Regions from separate parts of the Pan troglodytes genome. Here region 2 is linked to region 1. The links are chromatin contacts, called in public HiChIP or PLAC-seq maps. All regions are on one chromosome and are shown on one strand. The core of a region is the stretch at or near the end of the contact, and the rest is flanking DNA. Distances in the headings are between cores, read along the strand shown.

Evidence for each region. HiChIP or PLAC-seq counts read pairs in DNA pulled down with a chosen protein or histone mark.
Region 2: a contact with region 1 is called in an H3K4me3 HiChIP or PLAC-seq map of stem cell-derived excitatory neurons, with 4 times the contacts expected there. The contact joins the promoter of LOC129144050 here to the promoter of ZNF326 in region 1. A contact is called at or near these places in 1 of 7 Hi-C or Micro-C datasets (stem cell-derived neural progenitor cells) and 1 of 1 datasets of contacts at active chromatin or transcription factors (stem cell-derived excitatory neurons).

Annotation. Positions count from the first base shown.
Region 1 is chr1:141,170,690-141,177,499 of NHGRI_mPanTro3-v2.0_pri, forward strand. It overlaps ZNF326 (zinc finger protein 326), which reads right to left and starts at 2,784. Exons shown (of 12, transcript XM_513552.9): 1 at 2,621-2,784. The coding sequence starts at 2,636. LOC738896 (gem-associated protein 8-like) reads left to right here and starts at 2,799. Exons shown (of 1, transcript XM_054684838.2): 1 at 2,799-4,633. The coding sequence starts at 3,936. The coding sequence ends at 4,301.
Region 2 is chr1:141,630,211-141,637,020 of NHGRI_mPanTro3-v2.0_pri, forward strand. It overlaps LOC129144050, which reads right to left and starts at 3,665. Exons shown (of 2, transcript XM_063799818.1): 1 at 3,307-3,665. The coding sequence starts at 3,356.

The DNA.
Region 1 (6,810 bases), core at 1,534-4,033:
AAATTATGGTAAACATTAGTTTACAACACCTGATACATAATAACAGCCAAAAGAGGGGATTCAGCACTGATTTGTACCAAGTAACACAAAGGCAGATAGATTAAATTATGTATCAAATAATGCAAAAGCAAAGACATCTGAGAATTGTACGTAACATGAAATTTTTGCTAAGTTAATTTCTTTTACCATTTAATTTGCTCTTTAAAGATTTCAAGATCTTGGCCGGGCACGGTGGCTCACGCCTGTAATCCCAGCACTTTGGGAAGGTGAGGTGGGCGGGTCACGAGGTCAGGAGTTCGAGACCAGCCCATCCAATATGGTGAAACCCTTTCTCTACTGGAAATATAAAAATTAGCCAGGCCTGGTGGTGCGTGCCTGTAGTCCCAGCTACTAGGGAGGCTGAGGCAGAAGAATCACTTGAATCCAGGAGGCAGAGGCTGCAGTGAGCCAAGATTGCACCACTGCACTCCAGCCTGGGCGACAGAACGAGACTCTGTCTCAAAAAAAAAAAGATTTCAAGATCTTATCTGAGACATGCATATGCATATACATATATGACTGTGTTCTATATTCATCCAGAATGTGTCATCACTGAAAACCATATTGCCAATTTCCTCATCAAAACTAATTTAACAACTGTTAAATTCTTTAGTTAATTTTACAAATATATACTGAAAGAACAGAATTTAACATAGTGGTCATCTGGATACAACAGAATCCTGCTACACTATACAGGAATAGATTCATATATGGTGTTAGTCAAACTCCATCTTCCAAATACAGCAGTGGTATATTTGGGCAGTGAGACAGGGCGTATTTCATGACTAATATTGTTTAGAATTTCTATCACTGACACTGTTTAGAATTCTGGCATATGTCAATAATAGAAAGCAGACATACTACATTTTATTATTGTTTTTCAATTCTCCATAGAAATGGATTCCCTTATTGCCTTGGGTGGGGCAGTAGAAAGAACTGTTTCTACTGCCCCACCTCCACTTTGTTAGCCTCTGCTATACCTTGGGTGTTGGCATTATCATCAAACTACAGCATGAAAATACAATAATATATTTTTTATTTTCACTCCCAACTCTGGCCACTTCAAATATTCATAGTTTTTTGTTTTGTTGTTGGTTTTTTGTTTTTTGGTTTTTTTTTCAGACGAAGTTTGGCTCTTGTTGCCCAGGCTAGAGTGCAATGGCACGATCTCGGCTCACTGCAACCTTCGCCTCCCGGGTTCAAGGGATTCTTCTGCCTCCGCCTCCCAAAGTGCTGAGATTACAGGTGTGAGCCATCGTGCCCAGCCCAAATATTCATAGTTTAAAGGTATCTACATCAAAATGAGTTAAAGTCCAACCAAAACAAACAAAACCACGAGAGTGTGCTACTCTTAAGAGCTGAACTATTTCAAAGTAACTGAAAAGTATCTACAAGAGGGCTATTCCAGTCCCCTTTCACAAATCTGTACCTAGATATGAAAGCTTTAATTCTTTGTTGCATGAAATGTTATGAAAAATCAAAAGCTCATCGAGTAAGACATATGCTGAGATCACACCTCATTTAAAGATCATTTTTTTGGTGGGGTTAAAGGTTTACAGCCTACTTAGTGAACTGGTTTTACTTAAGCATGCCTGGTTACTCAGGATTAAATCCAGTTTAATCACGTAAGTCCTTTCCCATGTCTCCCTAATGTTGTCACTACATACCACTTTATCCTGACACCAATTCCAAGCAAGGTTTAAAAACAAAAGTGAAGACCAAATTAATATTACTTTGTGACCCTGTAAAAGTGGTTTAAAGAATTAGTATCTGAGACAACTGAAAAGTATTGCTAAAATACAGTTTATTTAATCCGTAAGTCAAACACTTACAAGGCTGTGTACAGGTCTAAATGTGAAGGACATTTGATGCTTGCTGTGCCAAAATTCTGATTAACTTAAATCCTATCTACACACGATCCAAAGAAAAGTGCTTTGGTTCACATAAATATTTCAAGTTAGGGATTAATAAGCAGGTAATTTTTGGTGATAAACACCCCAGTTTACTAACCAGGAAACATCTTGCTTTCCATTTTGCATAGATATTTATCTATACATATCACTTAAGGACACCCTTTCAACTCATCTTAAACCGGGACAAACAGAAACATCACTGTGAACAAGCCTCTGAAAATTCTATCTGGCAAGAAGTAACCCGAGGCTGAGGATTAACTAAACGGACGGTCTGGGTCGCTGCCCTGTGGGGCGAATGCGAGACTAGGTGGGTGAGGCCGCACTCGCCCGTTTGCCCGAGACCGGGAAGTTGGAGACGTCGGGGCAATTTCCACTACCAGGGGCCAAGGCGAGTCTGGGGCTCCAGCCCGGAGGCTCTCGCGCTCTAGGCGCGTCCTACCGGACACCGAGTTCTCTTGTCTCCGCCGGCAGCGGGCGCCGAGCGGGCCGAATCGGGGCGCGTGGGTCCCCAAAGAGGCCGACTCCGGGCGCTGGGCCCGGGGCGGGCGGGCGGCCTCCGGGCCCGCAGAACAAAGCCCACACGGCCATCTTGAGACGGTAAACAGACCCCCTGCGTAGGCCACCCCGCCTCTTGCCAGCTGCGCCGACCAGCCAGAGGCAGCGCTTACCGTCCTCGAAGTCCATGGCAGAGGCTGGGGGCCGTCGGCCTTGGCGGCGCTAGGCTGAGCTATGGCCGGCGGCGAGCGTCCGCGATCCGCGATTCCACACGATCAGTCCGCGCGACCGAGAGCGGCGCGCTACCAGCCCGGGAGCCGCAGGCCACAGCGAGGCTGGGGAGGCGGGGCCGACCGGCGCTACCAGCCCCATCGGCGCGGCCTGCTATTGGCTGACGTGGGCTGGTGGGCGGGCCCTCGCGTGGGGGGCGGGAAGCAGGTCCGCTGTCACGCTCGGAGGTGCTGACCCTCTGGAGCCGCTGAGGGGGAAGGAAGGTGAAAAAGGAGCGCTAAAGATTGGCGGGGGTTGTGGGAAAGCAAGCCGAGTGTACGGGAAGGGCCGGCTGCGGCCCGCCATGTTTGAACCTGGCAAGAGCGAAAGAAGCCGGTTGGAATGCCTTCTTCCTGCCCAAACTAATAAAACCGCATGCCTACCTTTTGCTTAGTATTGGCTAGGGATGACTAATCATAACATTTGTAAGTACTTACGGGGTTTCCTCCATGGAGACACAGAAGTCTGGGACGTTTCTAGAAGCCTGTGGCAAATTTGAAAAGCAAGATACAAAATTGCGTATGGAGTCTGATTATCGCTATGTCAATAAATTTTCTTAAAAGAAAAAGCACTGAAATAAAATGGAAATAATAATTCTTTTAAAAATTTTTAAAATTATTTTTATAGAGATGGGGGTTTTGCCATGTTGCCCAAGCAGGTCTCCAACTCCTGGACTCAAGCGATCCCCCCACCCCCAGCCCCGTCTCCGCCTCCCAAAGTGTTAGGATCACAGGCGTGAGCCAACGCGACCCGCCTGGAAAGAATTCTAAAACATGGCCTGCTTGGCCACTGCCCAGGATCTGCAAGCTGCGCGCCCACAAGTTTCGGCACCCATTTGGATTTTCACAATCGGAGATGGCAGTGGTGAAGGCATCAACATCAAAAGCTACCAGGCCTTGGTATTCTCATCCAGTATATGCAAGATACTGGCAACATTATCATCAAGCAATGGCTTGGATGCAAAGCCACCACAATGCCTACAGGAAGGCGGCGGAATCCTGTTTCAGTCTTCCATGGTTCTTCCTTCCTGCGCTTCTTCCCCAAAGCTCTTACGATAACCAGGTTGTGTATCCTCAGTCCTTCTATGACCATCATGTGGCCTAGCAGGACTCCCCCTGCAGTTCTTCACATTTCAGAGGGTCTGGGCAACATCCACATGGCAGCAGTAGGATCCAGGCATCCACAAGAGAAGACCAAGCTTTATCCAAGGAGGAAGAGATGGAGACCGAGTCAGATGCAGAGGTAGCATGTGACCTGAGCAATATGGCAATCACCGAAGAGCTCCGCCAGTACTTTGCAGAGACAGAGAAGTACAGAGAAGAACTACTGCGGCGGCAACAGCTGGATGCGGAGCGCCTGGACAGCTACGTGAACGCTGACCACGACCTGTACTGCAACACCCGCCGGTCGGTAGAGGCCCCAGCTGAGAGGCCTGTTGAGCGGCGCCAGGCCGAAATGAAGCGTTTGTACTGGGACAGCGCCGCCAAGATCCAGGCCATGGAGGCTACCGTGCAGCTGAGCTTTGACAAGCACTGTGATCCAAAGCAGCCTAATTACTGGCCGGTCATCCCCCTGAAGTTCTGAGCTCAGGGCACAGGGCACCCAGCCTCTTCCTCTTCCTCTTCCTTTTGGATACGCGCTCTTCATCTCTCCTTCTGTACATTTCTCAGGGAAAGGGGACTTTGTACTGAGGTACAGGCATGTTCACCACAGTCCCAGTGGGCCTGTCACGGGGTGGATGTACTGTGCCAGCCACTTGGAGGTCGGCAGGACATATTCTGTTGCCAACATGATAAATTTTATCCTGACATAAAATGATAATTTTGTATATATTATACTGGTTTTTTATGTTGTCGGTAACAGTTCAATTCATTAAAGTTCTTGCCTAGAGAAAAAAAAGAATTCTAAAACATGAACGATGATTCTTTTTGTGATGACTTTTTATATATACACATGATTATGTATTCTTCTATATCTCCAAATTCTTGAGCACTTTCATAATGTAAAATATATATTTGGCCTAAAACAAGATTTATTATTTATTAATGATTAGTGTTTATTAAAAGTTCTCTTTAGCCAAATATTATGTTTCATTTTCTTTGAAGATATACTTAGTGATGCGGAGGTAGGGGGCTCTCTTGGCCATTTAAGTCAGTGGTTCTTGATTGTGACTCTACTCTGGAATCCTCCAGGGCAATTTTAGTAAGTGCCAATACTCAGGTTTCACTTCAGGGGTTCTGATTTGATAATGAACCAAAACTGTCACCAATGTTTATTTTCAAGACATTTAAAAGAGATGTTATGGGACTAATTTCTCTTCTGTTTCAGTAACCTGTACTCCTTGAGAAAATGTCAAGTCTAGAAAAAATAACTTTACAGACAGGCTACGATCCAGTTCTGAATTTTAAGGTGCAAATAAAAGAGCTGTAACAGTTCACAGAGGGGTAAGATTTGTGGCAGAAGAGTCATCCAGAGCTTGAAGGATGACCTATAGAAACACACACACACATACTGGATTGTATTATTGCCACTTTGGAAACAGTGTTTGAGACATGGAGAAAGTTATTCAAACATTCAGGGATCTGGAAAAAGACAAACTGACATTGGAGCAGTTTGAACCACAGATTAAAAAACTTTTTTTTTTTTTCATAGAGCAAACGGTGGCAACAATGAGTTGATCACCAGATAGGAAACCATGAATCAAATTATTTACCTTTTTTCAGGGTCCACCCAGTTGCTGGAACCAAGTTTCAAGGAGGCAACCTCTGGAAATACAACTACAAGAAAAGCTCACAGATACACTATGTGTATTACTGTTGCCCCAGAAATGGGCAGGGCATTTTTTCCTCCTCCATCCTGATTGATTCACCCTGTTCTCCACCCTTTTCTTGTTTCCTCCTTTTTTCCCTTCTATGCAGATACTTCTCCACTTACTTGAGGTTACATCCCAATAAGCCCTTCATAAATTGAAAATATCACAAGTCAAAAATACATTTAATATGCCTAACCTATTGAACATCATAGCTTCACCTAACCTACCTTAAATGTGCTTAGAACATTTACATTAGCCTACAGTTGGGCAAAGTCATCTGGCAGCACAGTACATTGTAGAATATCAGTTGTTAACCCTTGTGATTACATCGCTGACTGGGAGACGCTGCCCAGCCTTGGAAAAGAGTATCCTACTTCATGTCACTAGCCTGCAAAAAGATCAAAATTCAAAATTGGATTATAGTTTCTACTAAATGCACGTCACTTTCACACAGCTATAAAGTCAAACCATAGTAAGTCAGAGACCATCTATACATGTTTTATATTCACCTAAGCTGAACATTTTGAAAACTGAACTCATAATTTCAAACCTGTTCGTCCTCCTGTATCCTTTCATCTCTGTTAGTGGCATCATGAACAGCCACACACTAATCCCAGCTTACGAGTCATCTAGTCAAAACTCAGCCCTCCCTCATCCTCCCACCTCCAATCCATTCTGAAGTCTTTCATCTGTTTATTAGCACCTAAAATATCTTAAACCTGCCCCCTCCTCTTCATCCCCACTGCCACAACCTAAGTTTAGACTCTCATTATCTCTCTCCAAAACTATTGCCTCAGCTTCCTAATTAATCTCTCTGTCTTTCAGCCTCCTCAGGGTTGCAGTGATCTAAATGCAAATCCGAACATGTCATCATGCGTCTCTATCAAGGATTAGGTGTAGTCAAATCTCCTTACCCTAGAACACATGCAGCAGGATCTGGCCACTGCCTGAACTGCATCATCTCTCTGCATTTCCCTTGCCTCCTCTCTCCCACACTCTCTCTTTTGATTAGCAATTTTAGGTGACAGGTTCCCAAAACACCCCTGTGCTTTTTCATACCACTGAACTTTTGCTTATGTTGTTTCCTCTGCTTGGAACACCACCTGGTTAACCGTACTCATCTTCAAAACACAGCTCAGGATTTATTTCCTGTAAGAATCAGTCCCAGATCCCAACCCCACCCCCTGGGTCAGTACTTCTCAAATATTAGCATGCAAATGATTCACCTAGGGACTTGTTAAGACAAAATCACATTCAGTCAGTCTTGGGTGGAACTGGACA
Region 2 (6,810 bases), core at 2,415-4,914, 460 kb after region 1:
AAGGAAAGGCAGTCATAGAACAGGGAGTTTCTTGTTACCCTTTGTTCAATTTCTAAATGAACCACAGTGATATGAACTTAGGAGAGAGATCAGTGATTGGAGCTAGGCCTAATTTTACTTAAGATCAACCTTAATGATCAGAAAAAGAAAAATAGGTTATTATGTCTGCCAAAGGCATTATTTTAAACACCAGAGAAATTAAGTCATAATAAAGGCATGTAGGAAGTTTAGAAAATACAGATGGGGAATAAAATGAAAGTAGGCAATAGCAATAAAAGGCAGCAATATGAAAACAGATATGACACAAATTAGAAGGTATTTTACAAACGGTTAAATAAATTCTACACTATAACTGGGTCTCCCAAATTCCTCTTGAATGGTCACAGGTCTGAACTGTTTGCTGATGTACCCAGTGCTCTGGGAGTCAGGATAGCAGTGGAGAACCTGCTCCATGCAAGGCAATGCAAATCATTCCACCAAGTGTGTAATAACATGACAGAATCAGAATGCATTCATTTCTAATAATATCAGTGTGTGGCAGAAGGATGCTGGGAAGGAGAAATAAGAGTAAAATTAGAGAATTCAACTTTAGAGACACCAAATGAAAATCCGGGATTAGGTTAAACAGGCTATGAATAGTAAAAAGTCCAGAAAACATAAAATACTCAGGTACTATTAGAAGAATTTGAAAACTAAAATACAAAAGCAAAAACCCTTGTTTATAAGAAAAACATTGGCTAAAGCAAGGATGTTCTAAATTGTAAAATATTTTTCCCCTTAAACTTCAGAAAACAACAAAAAATAACAAATTTCAGGCCACTACAGGAAAATATATGGATTAGTCTAAAAAACTTGGAGGGCTTAGTATCCTTTAAGTTTTATTAAGCCCCTTTTCATTTTACTTACTGTTGGTGTTTTCACTCTGAGGATTCTGAAAATTAAAATACCAATGGGAAATGGTGATAGTGGTAGAGAAGAGGTTTAAAAAAGCAAATCTCAACTAGTCAAACGAAATTCAAAATGTGAAAAGATTCATAATAGGCTGAACATGTTGGAACACCTTACCAATTGAGGAAAAAGAGAACACATTTCAAAGAATGGTAAACTTAATTCCGACATGCAGATTTTAAAATGTTGTTGGGGATACTAAGTATAAGGAAAGTGCCATGACCCAAGGGTGCACTCAATGACAACATCACTCCCATTCAAGAGACCTCTTTTTAGCTTACAGAAATATCAGACATGTTAGGGCTTATATTCTAAAATTACACAGGCCCAATTACCTTGGGGGTTGGCTGTCACTTTATATTCTCTGAGTAGAGCTGCTGACAAGGAAAGCCAGGAGAAAAAGAAAGTCACCTCGGCACCCACAATTCAGAGAGCATTTGGGGTCACACCTGTAATCCCAGCACTTTGGGAGGCCGAGGTGGGTGGATCACTTGAGGTCAGGAGTTTCAGACCAGCCTGGCCAACATGGTGAAACCCCGCCACCACTAAAAATATAAAAATTAGCTGGGCGTGGTGGCGGGCCCCTGTAGTCCCCACTACTCGGGAGGCTGAGGCAGGAGAATCACTTGAACCCAGGAGGTGGAGGTTGCAGTGAGCCGAGATCGCACTACTGCACTCCAGCCTGGGCGACAGAGTGAGACTCCGTCTCAAAACAAAACAAACAAAGAAACAAAACAAAGAGCATTTGGGGTTCTCAGGAGGTGTAGCCTGTACACATAGAGGGTACTGGAATTGTTTAAAAAATTACACTGCAGTTTGACTTCTTTTCCATCCTCACTCCTACACCTAGGTTTAGGGGACAGAACCATCTGATAAAGATAAATCTGTTTTAAGATTTCTGGGGTGTTCTGCAAAGACTACTATATCATTTGCAAATAGGTTGTCTTTTAATAAAAATCATGCTACGTAATGTCTTCTTAATATACGCTGAACAAATTGCCTGTTTTAATTTGGCTATATATCTACAATTAAAAATGTTCATACTGTTATCTTTTACCAGTGGAGTGCTTTTTTGTTTGTTTGTTTGAAGTCTTTAGGCGAAGTGAATTTATTCAAGGAAGTTCACATGTCGGTTTTGTTCTTTTAGAGGGGTGTCTTTTTGACCACAAAGAAAAAAAAAACTTTTCCACAAATGTCATCTAACTAAAGGCAATCTATGGACTTTAGGAAGTCAGTTGAGCACACAGATTAATGAGCCAATACTGAGCCTCCTCCCTTCTGACCTCTCACCACCTGCTCAACTAAGCTCAGGGGAAACTCTTGAGTCTTCTTTTTAAATTGGTAACGCTTGCCCTTTCTTTCTCAAACAAATCAACGCCCAACACCACCACCAAATTATAGGCAACCAACGCGTATCCAACAGCATAAAATAGTTCCCAAGAGCATAAAATAGTTCCCAACAGCGCCAGCGCAGGGGGCAAAACAGAGCGACCAAATGGGGGCACCCTCAGGGGAGTTGCGCTCATCTGGAGCGAGACGCCAGCCTGGGAAAGCGGAACCCCTTTCCCGCCCCGCCCCGAGGACTCACGCTCAGGTGCAACGCCGAGACTCCCGGGGGAAAGAGAGGTGACCGTCTCGGCGCAACCGCCCACACCTCTTGCTCCAAATGACCCCAGCACACAGGGGAGGTCCTCTCAGCGTGGGACTCCGTCTCTCCCAAGGCAGGGAGCACAGCGAAGCGGCCACTCGTCTCTGCAGCCGCGCTACCGGCCCGCAGCCTGGCTCGCAGGTGAGGCGTGAACAAGTAACCGCACCTGCTCGGCCAGCCCCACCTGCTGCGTCCCCGTATCCGGTCCTCCTCCTCCACCACCTCGGTCGGCGCGGCTCGCCCTCCTGGAACCGGGGTGTCACGCTCCGACCTACCTGCGCGACTCCAGCCCCGGACGCCCGCGCTCCCCGCGGCGTGCTCCTGGGCCGCTCCGGGCGGGCAGGCTGCGGCCCCGCGCCCGCACTTTCCCGGCTGCCGGAGGCTGCGGGCTCAGCGGGAAGCCCCGGCGCTGTCCGGTTCGCCGCCTCCGACAGGCTCCATTGTGACGCGACGCGTTCCGCTGGCCAATGGGCGCGCGGCGGCGCGAACCGCTGACTAAGTTCGCGGGTGGAGGAGGAGGGGACGGGGCGGAGGCAGGGCGCGGAGGCGGCTACCACGGTGGTGGCGGTAGCAGTGGCGGAGGAGGAGGAGGAGGAGGAAGAGGAGGAAGAGGCTGCAGTCGCTTCGGTAGCTGCTCCTGCTGTGAATTTTTCAGCTGCCTGGGCCTGAGTGTTTGCCCAGCTCTGGGGCTGCGGGAGCCGGTGACTCACCTATCACTGCTGGAAACAAAGCGCAGCTGCCATCTCCCCGAGCGCGCCATGTGGCCATCGCTGCCCCCTCGCCCAGCCTGGGGTCCGCAGGAGGTAGCGCACAGCCATACGCCCCGCGGAGCAGCTGGAAAGAGCGGGGACTGCTTTCCAGATGCGGGAGGGAAATGGGCTTCGGCGTGTCCCCCAGGCGCGCCACACCGGTGACTTCGGCAGTACACCGCGTGTGTCGGGCCCCAGCCTTCTCACGTGTGCGCCCCTGAGTAACTTGGCATTTATATAACGCGTGTTGGGCCCTGAGGGAAAGGTCGGGTGCAGCACGCGGGAACCTCCTCTTCGAAAAGGAAGTCCCCTTACTTTTCTTTACCCTGCTTAGAAAGATTGCAGGGCCCAGCCCCTGTGAGGGAGGGTTTACAGTTGTACCAGCTAAGCGGCTTAAGTTCGATTCTGGCCCTCCAATACCATTGGCTTCTCTCAAATGTCGTTATCCTCAGGATAGGGAGGGGACCACATGGCCGAGGGGCTGTCCCTATACTCATAACCTGCCTTTCACTGCGATTTAACTGCAGAGACACCTCAACTACTGCCCGCTTGCTGCTCTCCCAAGTGGCACTGCATTTGAAGGCCAACAATATTCCTTACGAAACAGAATTAATCCAAACCCACAAATTCTAGGGACATAAATATTTTTATCATCCTCATCCATTTCCCCACTCTCACCCTTACCCCAGTTTTAACTCAGTCTCTGCCCTGGCTATTATCTTGAGCATACTGATTCAATTAGGCAAGATTTATATCTTTTAGTTGCTATGGTGATGACATCTCCATTTAAAAAAAGAAAGAAAAAACAAGTTTGTACCAGCATCTCCCAAAGGAATAAAATGAAGACGAACAGACTCAGCATTTGGGGCATCTGAGCAGTTTGTGTAAATGGGAGTATAGCAAATGCACTATCGAGTTAATATGAGACAAGAGTTGTGTCTCAGACTGTTCAGATGAGGACTACAATTTGAGTCACCCTGAAAGGGAAAAAGAAGGCTGTCTTTGTGTCACTGATCTGTTCTTTTCTTGTTCACTCAGTCCATTCTGGAACTGCAGATATCTTTTTTCTGAGTCTTGAAGGAAAAGCTGAAAGAACATTTCTTCACTTGGTCATTCGATAAATTTTTATTGAGTTTATATGTGTGAGACACTGGGTATGCACAGATCTACAAGTCTAATTTAAATTTAGGGTTGATCCTTACAGGAGTATCTGAAATTCTCTCAGGGACTTTCTGATTAATTATTTTTGGTAGAAGAAAATTCTAAAAGACTCTGTCACTACTTTCACAGCCAGATTTACCCAAGTCTAAAATAGTGATTAAAAATTCCGTCGTGGATTTTAAGCACCAAAAAAATGACAGGCAGGTCTCAATCGTTTTAGAGGTTTGTTTTGCCAAGGTTAAGGACATTCCCCAGGAGAAAGCACAAATACAGGAACATCTGTGATCTGTGCCTTTTGCAAAGAGAGTTTTTGAGGACTTCGGTATTTAAAGGGGAAAGAGCCAGCAGGAGGGGAAGGAGAAAAGAAAGAAAAAAAAGGGAAATGGGAAGGTAGGCAATGAGGGAAGAAGTTACATTCTTGTGAGGCTTTGATTAGTGCCCAGTGAATTCACATTATGCGTGTGAAGAGTGGGTAGAGGAATACTGATTATGTGTTCCTCTCATGCTCAGTAAATCTACATTTTACATAAGATAAATGTGAAAATAGGGGGAAAGTCAATTATGAATTTGTCTTGGGGTGGGCAGAGGGATGATTTCCAAGTCTTGTCCTTATACCATACATATGAAGATGAGCTGTTATTGTCAGAGTGAGATTCAACAGAACTGTATTTTAGGGCTCATTTATAGGAGGGATATGCATTCTGAAAGATTTAGGGACCCACAAGGCATTTCACTGTAAGCAATTTGTGAGGGAGGCTATCTGGGGAGATATGTGGCCTTCTATTGTTGCAGCTACCTGGTAACAACAGAAGGCAGGTTTTTAAAATTTTTTTATTTTTTATTTTATTATACTTTAAGTTTTAGGGTACATGTGCACAACGTGCAGGTTAGTTACGTATGTATACACGTGCCATGTTGGTGTGCTGCACCCAGTAACTCGTCATTTAACATTAGATATATCTCCAAATGCTATCTCTTCCCCCTCCCCCCACCCCACAACAGGCCCCGGTGTGTGATGTTCCCTTTCCTGTGTCTGTGTGTTCTCATTGTTCAAGTCCCACCTATGAGTGAGAACATGCGGTGTTTGGTTTTTTGTCCTTGCTATAGTTTGCTGAGAGTGATGGTTTCCAGCTTCATCCATGTCCCTACAAAGGACATGAACTCATCCTTTTTTATGGCTGCATAGTATTCCATGGTGTATATGTGCCACATTGTTGGACATTTGGGTTGGTTCCAAGTCTTTGCTATTGTGAATAGTGCTGCAATAAACATACGTGTGCATGTGTCTTTATAGCAGCATGATTTATAATCCTTTGGGTATATACCCAGTAATGGGATGGCTGGGTCAAATGGTATTTCTAGTTCTAGATCCCTGAGGAATCGCCACACTGACTTCCACAATGGTTGAACTAGTTTACAGTCCCACCAACAGTGTATAAGTGTTCCTGTTTCTCCACATCCTCTCCAGCACTTGTTGTTTCCTGACTTTTTAATGATCACCATTCTAACTGGTATGAGATGGTATCTCATTGTGGTTTTGATTTGCATTTCTCTGATGGCCAGTGATGATGAGCATTTTTTCATGTGTCTTTTGGCTGCATAAATGTCTTCTTTTGAGAAGTGTCTGTTCATATCCTTTACCCACTTTTTGATGGGGTTGTTTGTTTTTTTCTTGTAAATTTGAGTTCATTGTAGATTCTGGATATTAGCCCTTTGTCAGATGAGTAGATTGCAAAAATTTTCTGCCAATCTGTAGGTTGCCTGTTCACTCTGATGGTAGTTTCTTTTGCTGTGCAGAAGCTCTTTAGTTTAATTAGATCCCATTTGTCAATTTTGTCTTTTGTTGCCATTGCTTTTGGTGTTTTAGACATGAAGTCCTTGCCCATGCCTGTGTCCTGAATGGTATTGCCTAGCTTTTCTTCTAGGGTTTTTGTGGTTTTAGGTCTAACATTTAAGTCTTTAATCCATCTTGAATTAATTTTTGTATAAGGTGCAAGGAAGGGATCCAGTTTCAGCTTTCTACATATGGCTAGCCAGTTTTCCCAGCACCATTTATTAAATAGGGAATCGTTTCCCCCCTTTTCTTGTTTTTGTCAGGTTTATCAAAGATCAGATGGTTGTAGATATGTGGCATTATTTCTGAGGGCTCTGTTCTGTTCCATTGGTCTATATCTCTGTTTTGGTACCAGTACCATGCTGTTTTGGTTACTGTAGGTTTGTAGTATAGTTTGAAGTCAGGTAGCATGATGCCTCCAGCTTTGTTCTTTTGGCTTAGGGTTGACTTGGCAATGTGGGCTCTTTTTT